Regions from separate parts of the Rattus norvegicus genome. Here all the other regions are linked to region 1. A link is a contact called in public Hi-C data. All regions are on one chromosome and are shown on one strand. The core of a region is the stretch at or near the end of the contact, and the rest is flanking DNA. Distances in the headings are between cores, read along the strand shown.

Region 1 (4,932 bases), core at 1,066-3,565:
CCCTGAGTCAGAGCTCTGCCTACCTCAACTACACCCTCGAAACACCCAGGACAAAAATCTTCCAACACAGGCCCTGCTCTTGGAATTTACTCTCACAGACTCAGGAGAGCCCCTTCTGCCTGGCAGGAATATGCAGTTCAAACAAAGCCAACCTCATTTCTACTATCTCCCTTCAAAGCTCTAATGCTTATCACTTGGCCCCCTGCCTAGACAATGCTGTGAATTTCCATGAGGATATTAACACTAGGTATCAGAATCTACCACATCGAAGACATCTGCTATATGTCAGCTGCCATTCTCTTGCAAGTTTCTCTTCTGAATGTTAATGAGGAGTGGCACTAGTGGCTACAAAACACAGAAGAAGATGCCTGAACTTTATCGTGTTTCAGCACCTAGCCTTTCTCAGAACACTGTCTGTGGAATTATAGCTTCATCCCTTGTGTGTGTTTGGGTGTGATTTATATATGTGTATGTGTACACACAGATGTATGAATGTGTATGTCTGGAGGCTGGGGGATCAACCTGGGGTGTCACTACACAAATGCCATCCACCTTGTTGAGTTTTTTCCTGCAGGGAGGGTTATTCATTGTCCTAGAGTTTGTTAATTAAAGCCACACTGGCTCCAGAAAGCCTCAGAGATCCGCCTGTGTCTTACTAGATTCTTACAATCTAGTCATCAATTCAAATATAAACTCTGAATACGAAAATGAGAATCTTGATCTACAGCCTTGTAGTTTAAACTATTTTCTAGTAAGTGATACATCAGAAAAAGGAAAATGAGATTTTTCATAGAAAGAATTGTGGATGAATCAAGTAAGGTTCTGAAAATGTAAATTTTCCCATCTTAATGCTTTATATGTGCTAGACTTTTACAAGTATTCTGATTATTAATGTTTAGTACTTTAGCATAACAAGGAATGTTCCTAATAGAATTGAAAATGCAAACACCTTCCATCTTGAAGGATAGGCTGTTTACCAGCATAATAGCAAAGCAATTAAAAGATGCCAGGAGCCAAACCTGGTGACCTCACTTCAAACACCAGTACTCAGTAAGGAAGGATATAATTGACTTTACATAACTATCCCTTGATCTCCACGCGTATTCTCTCTCTCTCTCTCTCTCTCTCTCTCTCTCTCTCTCTCTCACACACACACACACACACACACACACACACACACACACACAAACACACACAGAGTTTATATTTATCATTGTTCTGTATAACAAAATATTAAGCACTCATTTTTTCTGATATATGGGAGATTATGGATCAGGTAAAACTTAACGAAGATGATCATGGCACTGTCTAAAACTGACTTCATCTCATTGAATCAAATGCCCTTGAGCATATCAATTTATATCTCTGAATTTACCTGTCAGTAAAATGGGGATAAAATTATGCATCTTACTACTTTATATCATAAATTATATAAAATATAAAAAAACAGACTTCTCTGATCTGGCTAGTATTCTTGTGTAGTTGTAGGTTGAGGATCTAATTCTTAGTATATCAGAGCATGACCTAACGTGAAGACAGAAAGACAGAGAGCTAATGAAGATTTGCTTTTAAAGGCAATACATTTTTATTAAAAGGAGGTTGGGATGCAGTTGTACATAGAGGGATGACCAGATAAGAACAGAAGGAAAAGACCGCAATGCGCATGCCAAAAGAGATACCTTGCTCATGGCTAATCTGGTACTTACAGCCTCGAGAATTGTGAGAAGTTTATGTTGTTGAAGTATCTCAATCTGGGCTTTTTTTTTTTAGACCACATTGGAAAATTAGTATATAGCTATATGAGACTAGGTACTCTGCAGTTTTCAAAGGCTGCTTTAATAATTATCAGCAGTTCCTCCTGGGGAGCAAAGGACGATGGGTAAAGCAGAAATTAGACTTTGCCACTGAGCTCGTCACTAACTCTCCTTACCTCCTGCTCATTCTATTGCCTCAAACAGAGTCTCCTTTAACTTCCTTGTGTCTACGGATGTTTTATTATTGTTACCTCCAGGTATTTTTCATCAGTGTTCACTTTTTAATAGGAGGAAGAAAATAGAAATGTAAAACGAAGTATGAGTTTACAAATTATGCAAGATTCTGAGCCAATAGATTAAGAAATCAACAATATCAACAAAGTATAAACAAGCATGGGAGAAATTAAAACGAAACTGGGCTGTCACAGAAACCAGTTTATAGACCTCGGTAAACGATTTTACAGGAAGGAACTTTCGCTCACGCAGCCACACATTAAGCAGTTATGATCGGCCTGTAAACTTTCCAGTTCTATGACTCAGAGCTTAGGACCTCAAGGGAAGTGGCAAAATAAAACACCGCCCAAGAACTAACCAGGCCGAATACTGCTTAACATTCAGGCCAGATGCATTCAGGGTGCTAAAACCATTGACTTCTGAGCTCTGTTTATAATATTCCAACAGAGACAAGTACTATACTATGAGTGTCCAAATTCAAAGACCAAGAACTGCTTCTCTGTTTGACTCCAAGGACGAACCTGATAGGAGTCATGAAGAAATAGAGGCAAGACAGATGCATGAAAAGAAAGCTGGGATTGTAAAGACCAGGTTCTCTGGGAAATCACCACACCCCACAAGCACAGCATGTATAGAGTAGAACAGAAAGACAATGTGACTGCATACAACTGATCAAGGCAGGTTTATTTCAGTACAGAAAAGCTAGTTTTAGGTGCTCAGCTGATGTGAGGAGAGAGATTTAGCTAAGCTTGGTTGGAGCAGTGTTTGGAGAGGACCAGTCTTTAGGCTGAAAATATTTGCAAGACGAAAGCTGTGGTGGACATTTTCTCCACATGTATCAGCATACCACATGGACCACAAGGTGCCGAGCCCAGTGTAGCCCTGATGGGGACGGAGTAATTTGGTGACATTGTTCTTGCTTTTGGGACAGGGCCCTGGTGTGAGCCTCCAAGAGTGTTGATCACTACCGTGGGCATAAGGCTTGTTTGTGGAATAATGTTCTTATTTCACATTTCTCTGAGGAAGGTCCTTCCTGTTAATGGTATTGACTCCATGATAATCAAATAGCAGGAGTCCAAGAGGTGTGGCTAATGTCTCAGCAAAATGGGCAACCCTTAAGGCTATGGGGAAGAGCTCTAGATACATGAGTTCAAAAATATTTTTTCCACTATGCAAATATGCAATATGAATTATGAAGGGCTTCACGAATCTAAAGGAACAAAGGCAGCTGCATTAATGAACCAACTGGTCAGAAAGAAACAAAGGCAGGCGGATTCCTGAGTTAAAGGTCAGCCTGGCACACAATAAGGTTAGGCCCAGGTGTGGTAGAAATGGTGATTTCAGGGCAGAGACCCGCCCAAGTAGTTTATCCTTTGTCCTTAACAAAGGTAGACAGATCTATGAATTCTTTTACCAAGTTAAGAAAAAAAAATGTTTGCTTGCTATCTTCAGAATCAAAGAGCTAGGGTCAGGGGGTACTGACTTATAAGATAATCTGAAGGAAGCCTGGAGGAAATGACTGAATTGATATGGAAAATAAAAGAATGGATCTGTGTTCTGCAGGAGATGAGCTACCCAGTGAATTTTTTAGGATAAAAAAGAGAACTGCTTGGAGAACTGACAGACACGGAGACACACATGCCCACACACAGACACCAAGACAGAAGCACACACACAAAAGGAAGCAGGGCATAGACAGACAGATCTCTTAGAATAGCAAGCAAGCAGAATATAGACAGAGAGATCTCCAGAGAGAAAGCAGAACACTGAAGCAGACTGGAAAACCTTTATCAAGCAGAAGACAGGTCTTCAGCTTGAACCCGCAATTTGCCTTTGAATCCTTCCTTTTGCTGTTCCCCGACACCCTGTACTGGCTGGTTTTGTGTGTCAACTTGAGTTATCACAGAGAAAGGAGCCTCCTTTGAGGAAATGCCTCCATGAGATCCAGCTGCAAGGCATTTTCTCAATTAGTGATCAAGGGGGATGACCCAGCCCATTGTGGGTGGTGCCATCTCTGGGCTGGTAGTCTTGGGTGCTCTAAAAAAGCAAGCTGAGCAAGCCAAGGGAAACAATTCAGTAAGCAGCACCTCTCCATGGCCCCTCCATTAGCAACTGCTCCAATTTCCTGCCCTGTGTGAGTTCCTGTCCTGACTTCCTTTGGTGATGAACAGCAATGCAGAAGTGTAAGTTGAATAAACCCTTTCCTCCCCAACTTGCTTCTTGGTCATGGTGTTTTGAGCAAAAATTCAAACCCTGAATAAGACACACCCCATCTCTCAGAATCCCTCTCCATTCTGAGGCTGGTGCTTGGAAACCAGGGAAGACTGTCATTTCCCTGTGACACTGGGGTTTTGGTGTCTTTTGCCTGGCTCTGCCCATATCAATGATATCCATTCACCAAAGATTGCACACACTCAAGGCTTCCTTCCTCCCCACAAGAATTGAACAAGGAAGTATGAATTTAGACCAGGACAGATCTCTTTTAACTTCAGTCTATGGTGCTCAACTTCTATGAGAAACAGACAAACTAATTATTAACCCATTTCCAAACTAGAAAAGTATATATAAATATAAAATATAACTGCCATTAGTACCTGAGACTTCATTAAAACTTTCATATCTCACATGATTATACCACCCTAACACTTTATAATAGAGAGGCAGTCCCTGCATTTAGAAAAGGTAATTCACAAGAAATACATTTGTCTTATTAAAAGTATAGAGTGTATATATAAATATCATAAACATATTTACATATACATGCATACACAAATTTATTTCTTTAGAAGAAAGAATGTATGTTCGTATACATGAATGTTCACCTATTTGCTATAAGATTATTTGGAACAATATCCTCTGCATAGCCCAAGGTGACCTTGAACATTTGGTCCTCTTCAGCCTCTCAGTTGCTCAGCTTATAGTTTTAAGTTCAAACCGACAGTAT
Region 2 (4,932 bases), core at 935-3,434, 320 kb after region 1:
AACTGAACACACACCACTAAAAATGTAGATGAGAATGTCATTTTCAAGCCGATAGTGGAATTATTACCCAAGGAGAAAGAGACCCACTGAGTCTGCGAAGTAGTTCAGGGAGACCGAGTTTAATTGGGATCGAAGGAAGGAATTGGAGCAGCAAATGGAAGGCAAGCAAAGGCCACAGCAAGTTCGAGGTAATGGAGGAGCTGCTCGTGTTTCTTTGCTGTGGTCCAGGCTGGTGGGGAGAAATGTTGACTAAAATGTCAGGTTATTGTGGATAACCAGACCTAGAGCTTTTTAGCCCAGGTCTCAGCACAGTTCTGAAAGCCACGGATTTAAGAAGTCTTTGGAATTCCTTATCTTAAAACACGTTGAACAATCAATGTATGGTAAAGGTCGAGTCTCTGGCTGCAAAACCCTGACCACCAAGGAGGGAGCCCGGAGGGCTAGGACGGAGTGGAGATAATTACAGGATTGAACCGGTTCTGTTGGAGGCAAAGCAGGAAGTGAGTAGCCTGGTTAAGACTCAGCCTGTAAACTCCTGGTAAATTCAAGTAATTCGTGGTAGTCTTTGTATGTCTTCCAAGCTCCATGGGACTGCTTCTGACTGCCGATGAGGGACCATCATAAGTGGACTGAGATCCATTAAGCTATTTCTCTATCCTCAAATAGAGAATGTGTGATTGGGAATAATCTGTGTCTATGGCCATGGACACAGGGTGGGCCACCTCTTAAGGAAGGGGCTTTTCCCAATAAAGACATCATCTTCCCCTAAGAGAATGGGGGACGGGATGTATCCAAGGGTGTTGGAAGTTACATAGCAACAGATTCTTCAGTGGTGTTTATGAAACTGAAGCCTAGCAACTCATGAAGGAGCCAGGTCCACAGGATCTCCTTGAATGAGACTTGCAGTTACAGTTGTAACTGATTCAGAGGTGGTCACATGTTGCTCACCCAGAATGTAACCCTGCGGCAGCAAGTAGCAGGAAAACAGCCATGCCCGTTTTATTCATATTTTATAACCTACAGTAAACATTTACTTAACAATTCTACCCTGCCTATCACCGCCTTAGACACTTATGTAGAACTTAGAGTCAGACTGAATGCAAATAAGATGTTAATTATTGCAAGCAAATGATGCCTGTATCGTTAGACTCTGATGAATTTTTAAAATACACTGGAGGGGGAGATGGAGTCATAATATAATTCTCTATGAGGGTTTTGAAAGAGCGGTCATTAAAATCCGTATGCTTCTGTATTACAGGCAATAAGATTTTTTAAGCCAGGACGAAAGTGGAATTCTTTTGGTTAAGGATTCTAATAGGATTCTTTTTTGTTCTGTTTTAATCCTTAATCCTTAATCGAGGGGGAATGTCCCATCTCCATGAGTCATCAGAATGGCTTCTCACAGGTAAGACCTAGAAGGTTCCCGATATGCTTCCCCTGATTTGAGAAACTTACTCAAGCCAACTAAGACATTAAAGGGGTCTGATAAGTCTAAATCCTACTCCAGAATGTCGCCTGAACCCTGGACCGCGTTTTCTGGGTTACAGAAACAGGCACACCGTTTGGAATCTGCAGCAGCTGGGCAACACCAATTTGGCAAAATAGTAGCACAAAGGCAAAAGATAGCTATCTCCTCTTGAAGCCGCTGACTCATGCGGATGAGTCATTTACAATCAGCATGGCGGTGGGTCTGAGGGAAACCAACCCCGAGAACACTGTGCGCTGAGCGCTGACCAAGTAAACAGTGCAAACTCCCTCTGCTGATTCTAGGAAAAGAATCTTGGAACCTTTAGAGGAAGAAATCAGAGAGGCCTGCAAAGCCAGGCAACCTCCCGGCCTTTCCATTCTCAGTTCTGATATCCTCTGGCACCGGAGCCCAGCGCTCAGCATTTAGGTAAACATTCCACACTGGTGTGAACACCTAGGTGACCCGAGTAAATTATGAATTCCCAAGATAGAATTACAGTGTCATCAAGTGTGACTGTATATAACTGGGCACGCGTTCATTTCCCCCTCCGATTAGTTATAGCATAAATAATTCACAGGCACCAACCAGAGCCAAAGTTGCTCAGTGGAAGTCTCTTTTTTTGGTATTAAAAGGATGAGTGTCTTTTCCTTAAGAACCTTCTAGCAACATGTACAAATAAAGCCACACGCAGTGACAAACTGTGCTGCCTGGAGTTTAGCTGATGACATTCTTGTTATTGAAACAGGAAATGACTCAGCCTGGGCTAGACCAGAGAGGATCATACATTATATTCCGTTTTGTTGGCTGGTTTGAAAAAAAAAGAAGACAAACTATCACAAAGCAACAATGTTTGTTTATTAAATAATACCTTTTCTCAGTTGAGAGAGAAAAGAAAAGTGAAGTGGAGGTTAAAGTTTTCAGGATTTTAATTTATGCACTGCATTCTAGCAAATAAAAAAAATTCCTTGACAAGCCATTATTAAAACGTTGCAAAACAGGTTTTTCACAAGTGTTAGGATCAAATGACTGTTCTAGGCTCCAGAAGATATGTTTACTATTCCTAAAAGGCACGAGTTAGGGTATTAGAGACCAGAGAGAAAACTATCAGTACTGAATACTAACATTTCTATGGTTAGTTGGAACCTGCTCTGTTTAGATAAACTGATTTCGAACATAATTTTATTTTATGCTCATTGGTTTCTTTGTTTGTTTGTTTGTTTGTTTGTTTGTTTGGGGTTTATTTTGACTGCACTACGTGAAGACACCAGGAGTCCTGAATCTGGAGTTACAGACAGATGTGTCAGTACTCTTAACTGCCGAGCCATCTCTCCAGCCCCAAGATAAACTTCAGAAACATTTTTTAATTAAAATATATCACTTCCCTCCTTTCTTTACCTCCCCCCAAACTCTCCTTGTCTAACCCATTTCCTCTCAAATTGATAACCTCTTTTATGTTGTTGTTACAAATGCACATGCACAAAGACATGAGTACAACCTTAGATAAAAGTTTTAACACATTACTAAATACTACTGTTTTACTAACATTTTTATTTTTACTTTTCATTTTTGACCAGGACTAATCTGAAGTTTACCTTTGTCTATTAAAAGTTTGCAACTGTGATAACTGGCCACGAAAATCATTCAATCAAACAGACAAAAAAGTTGAATGTTGATTAAACACTATAAATTTTTACATAAATAACTGAAATATCTTACCCACTAACTCTAATATGATAATAATAATAACTTAGATAAGTTTTGTAACACTTTTAACTCTGAAATATTTTTAATTAGAAAACTATATTTTCTATTCAATAATCAGCAAATAGTAACTTAAGTCACCCACCCAGAGCTCAGATGACTCATACGGAAAGACTTTCTGGTCTCTCACCTTAAATGTGTGACATCTTTTGCCAATCATTGACTTTCTTGGTCAGATAAGTCTCCACCCAATACAATATACATTTTTTTTTATTTTGGCAAGGTGACCGTTACTGTTGGATGCTGTGTTAGAACATGAAACCATGGCATATCACGGCTTTGACCTCTGTGTACATGCAGATGAAACAGGCTTCTCAAGGCAGCAAATTGGTCAGACTCAAGCTCGAACTCAGAACACAAAAGGCTGACTGCTGCCCTACTCTTTGTAAATGCGCCTCTTCTCTGCCAGATGAAGGGCGGTCTCTTCAGAGCTTAAAAAGCTCTGGGCTTTTTTTTTCTTTTTGGAAATGTCTTTTCCCTCCTTAAATCTCAGAATGAATAGTTTCCATCTGTAATTGTTAGTTTTATATTTTTAAATAGTGAACTCCGAAACAGAATGTCTCATTATCTGTGAAGTGAATTCAGGCGTCTGCTGTGTACAGCTCTCTTTCGGTAGAAACACAACACAGTCGTTTTTTCTCCAGGGGGTGGGGGTGGGGCGGGGGAGGGGCGGCTCTTAGAAAGCTATTCTTCTTTTCTTTCAGCTAGGTCTATATTGCCACTTATCTGCTGTTCCCGTGCTCTGCATAGATCTAACTTAGATATTTAAAAAATAAATACTCTAGACATTATCCTGGATTGGCAGGTATGCAAACACATGTGGTGTCAACCCTTCCTTTTAAATCTGAAGTGGATTATTTCTATAAATGTGCAAAAATTTGAGTTTCCTAAAGTGTGGTTTGTGATGCCTACGAGCCTATTCAGGAAAAACCACAGCTCTGGACACATCTTCTCTGTTATTTTCCCTAAGACTCGGAGAATCCTTTGCAGTTTTAGATTTTTTTGAGATGACAGCTCTTCAGAGTCGTGTGCTTTCCTGTGCTCTATCATGAAAGGTTTTACCTTGGCGATTTAAGAAAGTGTCTATCTGCCCCTCCATCTGGCAAGGGCTTCTCAACTGGCTTGTGATATCTCATCAGAGACGTGGCAGGCACTGTGGCGAGGCACTCGGTTCCCAGACGGTCACACCTCAACATTTTCATGCTGCCATGACAACACATTTGTATTTTAAAAGTATCCTTTTTGGATGCAAGGCATCGCCCCGTTCTAGGATTTACCTCCTAATGACACCTTGCATTTGAACAGGATAACCTTTGTAAGCAGTTATAAATACCACACCAACAAAAGGATTTTCTTTCAATTGCACAGTGTCTGAGCAATTTCAGCAAAAATATTTTCTAGTCCGTCAGTCTCTAAAAATAATCCTTGGAAGGAGTATTAAGGCATAGCCTGTGTTTATGAATTGGCTAATCACACAGTACAACACCTATTCTGGAACGTAAATCCAAAGACGTTCCTTCAGTCCATCATTGGCCTTTATACAGATTCCAGCATCCCATAGACCACATGTCACTATAGCCAGGAGTCCCTTCAGTGTATGTGTTGTTTCCATTTGTGTGTCTCTGTGTGGATGTCTACTGGTGCAAATGTGTCTGTGTGCACATCCTTATCCCCAAACAAGGCTATTCCTGGCTGAGAAAGAA
Region 3 (4,932 bases), core at 1,707-4,206, 280 kb after region 1:
CTTCCCTGGTGATCAAGGAGACTCTCAGTTCCAACTGCGAAACCATACCACTGGATCTCAGAGTCATTCGTGGAAACGAGAAGCAGCATATCTGGGCTTGTTCTGCTTCCTCAACCATGGTCCTGTAACATAATGTTCAGATTCAAGTTCACTGGTAGAATCAATAGAAGTACTTTCTTAATTTTATTTTAAAAACCATTTTATTATATGTATACATATGTATATATACATATACACGTATATATGTGTATATACACAATATATAAATGTATATATATATATATATATGCGTGTGTATGTGTGTGTGTGTTTGTGTGTGTGTGTGTGTCTGTGTCTGTGTTTTACCTGCATGCAGGTCTGTGCACCACTTGCATACTGCCTCCCACAGCGGCAGAGGACCCATGTGATGGTGGTAGCTCATGCCTTTAATGCCAGCACTGGAGAGGCAGAGGCAAACAGATCTCTGTGAGTTCAAAGCCAGCCTGGTCTAGAGAGCTAACTTCAGGACAGTTAGGGCTACAGAAAGAAATCCTGTCTCAAAATGTTTTGGGACCCCCTGGAACTGGAGTTACAGTCAATGTGAGCCAATACACATGGCTAGGAATTGTAGGTGGGTCCTCTGGGGTAGCAGTCATACTTTTAACCACTGAGTCATCTCTCTCAGCTCCAGAAGTACTTTCTTTTAAAAAGAAAATCCTGCGAATTTCCATAGACTGGGAAAAATCATGAGCGTTTTAACAAGAATCCAAGAGCAAGAAAGAATCACTTATGAAGTATTGTTCAAGGCTTGGAGTGTAGCTCAGTAGAATGCTTGCCTAACATCTATTCACAGAACAGCATAAACATGGCATGGTGGTACTGTTAGCTCAGAATCTGGGAGGTGAAGACAAAGGGCTTAGAAGTCCAAGGTCACCGTGGCCTGCACGGTGAGTTTGAGGCCATCTGGCTCTATATAGGAACCTATCTCAACAAACAAAAGTCCTGTTGCCATGCGTGAGGATGCATTCTCACAATTCCAGCATTTAGGAGGTTGAGGCCAGTCTCAGATAGTGAAACACAATAAAGAAAACAAGGCCAGTTCATTAGAGTTTGAATTGACATCTAGTACAAGGATCTCGGCCTCAGGAGCAGACTGCCTGTCCAGCCTTAATAGCAGACAGTTCTCGGACCCAGCTGCGGACGTTTCGCAGAGTGGTTGGCTAATGTTCTGGAATGCAGCCTGTGGCTGTTCCATGAATTTTCCCTCTGAGCCAACAAGCTGGCTCTAGAGGGAATCACACACACTCACTTATTCCCATTAGCAACCCCAAACAAGCAAGTGGCTTTACCTAAACAGCAGGAAGGACGGTTATTTTTAAATGTGCCCCTTTTGACATGTTTCACAATTTGTGATTTCTCAATAACAAGAATGGTACAACTATGAGGATTCTAGGCGAATTCAGAAACAAGACGCACCAAGTGGGGAGAGAGTCAAGGAAAGGCAGGGGGTGCTTTAGAAATGAGGGGGAGTGTGGAGCTCTTGTTTATAGGGCTCTAGTTCTAGTTTTATAAGGCAATGGAGATGGAGTTTAGGCTCAGTATGGTGGTGGGACATCAATTCCAGTACGGATAGGTGTGGGGAAGGGCAGAGGCAAACAGATCTCTGTGAATTTTTGGCCTGGTCCATGCAGAGTGTTCTAGGCTAGACATAACTCTTGAGTGAGACTTTGTCTCAAAAGATCAAAACAAAACACACAACAACAATAACAACAACAACAACCATCACCAAACATTAGGTTTAGAGACTGTGACTCTCAGTGGTTATCAGTGGAATTCAGTACACGTGTTTTCTCTCGACATGTTTGGCTTGGCGGAATGTAGGCTGATCAGTACACCCAAGAGAATATAGTAAGTCAGGGAGGCAGAAGTTTCCCTGTTTCCCATAACGTCCTTGTCCTTCTGGGGACTGCAGTGAGGATGGACTGCCCCTTTCCTGTGTGGGTATCTTCCGCTGAGTCAGTCAGTTGGTCAACATGACACTGCTGAAAATTCCACAGCCCTGCTTACACCCTTTCCAGTGGTGAGTGTTCTGACAGTGCACCCTTCTGAGTTGCCTGCAGTGCAGTGTTCCTGGTCGACATACATCCTCCACGTGACCTGGGTTTAGAAAACACCTTTCTCTCTCTCTCTCTCTCTCTCTCTCTCTCTCTCTCTCTCTCTCTCTCTCTCTTGAAACTCTCTCTCTCTCTTGAAACTCTCTCTTGAAACTCTCTCTCTTGAAACTCTCAGATAAACACACTGCAGGTTAACAGTGACGTCATTGCCAATTAAGTCTTGCTTTTTAAAAACATTAATAGGGAAGGCATGCATTAATGCCCTGCGTCACTGAAGGGGGGAGGGGAGATTTCTCAGCCATAGGGGCACATGCTTGTGCAACATGGCCAGTTTTTTTTTTCTGGGGTATATCTGAAGTCAGTGATTCTTACAGCTTGAAGGAGCTGCTTCCTAATGCATAGTATTATTTCATAATTGAATTTAACTTTTCAACATATCAAAGTACTGACAAGTCACTGTGATAGTCAACCGTGCTTGAAAAAGACACAGGTAGTGAGGTGAAGGGAGTATCATTTTCCCTGTGAGAGTCATTTCTTGGACAACTCTTTTCATCTGGAAACCAGGAAGTGAGTCAGCTTTACGAACTTCAATCTCTTGGCTGATGTTTTATTATTCATCAGGAATAGGAACTTTTTTTTTAATATCCCTACAGAACGTGGTATAGCCAAGCAGGCAGGTCACTTGTTGAAATCTCCTCTTCAAAATATCTACAGGTTCTGTTGTCAAAGATCTTAACGGCCTCTGATTGGAAAGGTGCCTGGCTGGTCACAAGACTGTGACTCACCCGAGTTAGTTAAACACACAGCCCAACTGACAAAATCCATGAGGTCATACCCTTTCCATGTGTCTTTAGCATAGTTTAGATACAGAAGTCCTTGGGTACAACGCAAAGCTTTCAAATCAAAAGACCGAGCTCTCAATGCTAGAGAAAGAAAACAGTCAGGGTTGTGTCTGAATAACAAAGGCAATGCAGGCTCCAAGATTCTTGGCTTGTGGCATTTGCTGATACAAAGTACTCCACAAAGTTTTACAATGTATAAACTAGTCACTAAGGCTGGTTAAAGTTTAACTCAACTGCAATATTTTGGACTTAAGTAACGCCTGAGGAATGCCAAGTTTGGTAGTGCTGAAAAAATCAACAAGTCCCAACAACTGTTTCCACCAAAAGAAGGCCCAGAAGAATGTTTAAAGTGTTTCAGAATGGAGAGAAAATATTAAGGTTTCTTATGTGCGAGGAAACGTCTTCCTGCCTTCTTTCTGGGCACTCATATTTAGTTAAGCCACAAACACTACTTTCACTGTGAACAACAACAAAGTCAGAAGTGTCAAAAGGCAATCCCCTTTTTTTCTAAGAATGATCCATAAAAGGCAAAAATATCAGAAGTAAAATGGACTGAGTCACCTGACCTTACCTCTGTGTTGAGATGTAATGTCAGGAAGACAGCACAAAAGGGTGAGCTCATTGTTTACCTAACCCCTACTGGTCCTGAGAGAATAAGTGTGAAGGAGCCCTCCACAGCCAGTGACAGAGGTATCAGTCACTCCTAGGAAACCTGATCAGTCATTTAAGCAAAACACCGGTCAATGATAAAGAAAGAATGGGTAATTAATTATATTGACCTTACTGTTCTTCTGGGTGAATTTATTATTGTTGGGGGGTCCCAGGCAGGAGTGTTTCATTTGGGAAAGGTTTAGGCTCATGTGATGAAGCGATGTTGCTTTCAAATTGAGCAAATCATTGTTTAACTTCCTTTTTCCAATACTGCTTGTTCACTTCTGGGAAATCTTAAGAAAACACAGAAGCATTGTGGACTCAAAAGCAGAAGTCAAGGATTTGAAATGTGATGGTACATCCTGCTCTCTTGTCCCCAGTAGAAGCAGCAGGATTTGAAGAAACTTCTGTACTTATTGTAACTTCATGTTTCCTTAAATCTTATTTTTAAAAAAAATCTGTCTGCCATTCAAGATTATGTTTCCAAGATTATTTTCCAACAATTATATTAAGGCTGCCATAAAACAGCAGTGTTTACCTTTCCAGCAACCCAAATAGTTTTAAATACTCTGGTTTCCTCAGTGTGTGTGGGAGGGTGAGGGTACAGGTGGTATGAGTTCGTGTGTGTGTAGACACACATGTGTGTTTACATGTAGAGGACAGAGGACAGCCCCAGGTTTTGGTTCCCAGATATTATACACCTTTGAAACCTTTGAGACAACTTCTCAGTGGGTCCTGGACTCATCATTTAGACTAAGCTGGCTGACCAGCAAGACTGAGGGGTCATTCTTTGTCTATCTCCCCAGCATATGAATGGCAAGAGTGGACCACCATGCCTGGCTTTTTAGCCGGTTTCTGGGAATCAAAATGAGGTCCTCATGCTTGTTTGGCAAATATAAAGTGAGATGGCCTCCTAGGACCCAGCATCTTTTTATGCTGGCCCTGCTCCATCAAGTAAGTGGTCCATCCCGTTCTTGTTCTTCCATAGTCTCCTGTGTGCATGAAATATTTTCCCAAGGAAGACCTGTTTGTCAAAATTCTAACACAAGCACTCATGACTTACATCCTTCTCAAGTACATTAACAACACAAGAGATGCAATAGCTCTTTACGTAACAAAAAAATAAGTAGCCTGGTATGTGATGCCAGAGTCCAAGTGGTATATATATATATATATATATATATATATATATATATATATATATATATATATATATATATATATTTATATACACATATATATGTGTGTGTGTATATATATACATATATATGTATATATACATATATATATGTTTTATATGTGTGTGTGTACACATCTATACATATATAAATATATTTAATAGCTTA

Evidence for each region. Hi-C and Micro-C count contacts between places; a contact is called where the count stands out from the background.
Region 2: a Hi-C map of the A7r5 cell line shows a contact between it and region 1, with 4 times the contacts expected there. The contact joins two enhancer-like sites. A contact is called at or near these places in 2 of 12 Hi-C or Micro-C datasets (the A7r5 cell line and liver).
Region 3: a Hi-C map of the Rat2 cell line shows a contact between it and region 1, with 2.8 times the contacts expected there. The contact joins two enhancer-like sites.

What each region holds. Positions count from the first base shown.
Region 1 is chr17:69,795,759-69,800,690 of GRCr8, reverse strand. All of the region lies in intron 3 of LOC102554523 (a long non-coding RNA gene), which reads right to left. Among named protein-coding and RNA genes, the nearest start is that of Klf6, 340 kb to the right of the region's middle. Within about 2 kb of position 2,315, at least 22 of the 93 cell types and tissues checked have an H3K27ac peak or open chromatin away from gene starts, as enhancers often do. A contact at or near this core is called in the A7r5 cell line, where this site is marked.
Region 2 is chr17:69,471,908-69,476,839 of GRCr8, reverse strand. No RefSeq gene overlaps it. Among named protein-coding and RNA genes, the nearest start is that of Klf6, 16 kb to the right of the region's middle. Within about 2 kb of position 2,184, at least 33 of the 93 cell types and tissues checked have an H3K27ac peak or open chromatin away from gene starts, as enhancers often do. A contact at or near this core is called in the A7r5 cell line, where this site is marked.
Region 3 is chr17:69,520,970-69,525,901 of GRCr8, reverse strand. No RefSeq gene overlaps it. Among named protein-coding and RNA genes, the nearest start is that of Klf6, 65 kb to the right of the region's middle. Within about 2 kb of position 2,956, at least 25 of the 93 cell types and tissues checked have an H3K27ac peak or open chromatin away from gene starts, as enhancers often do.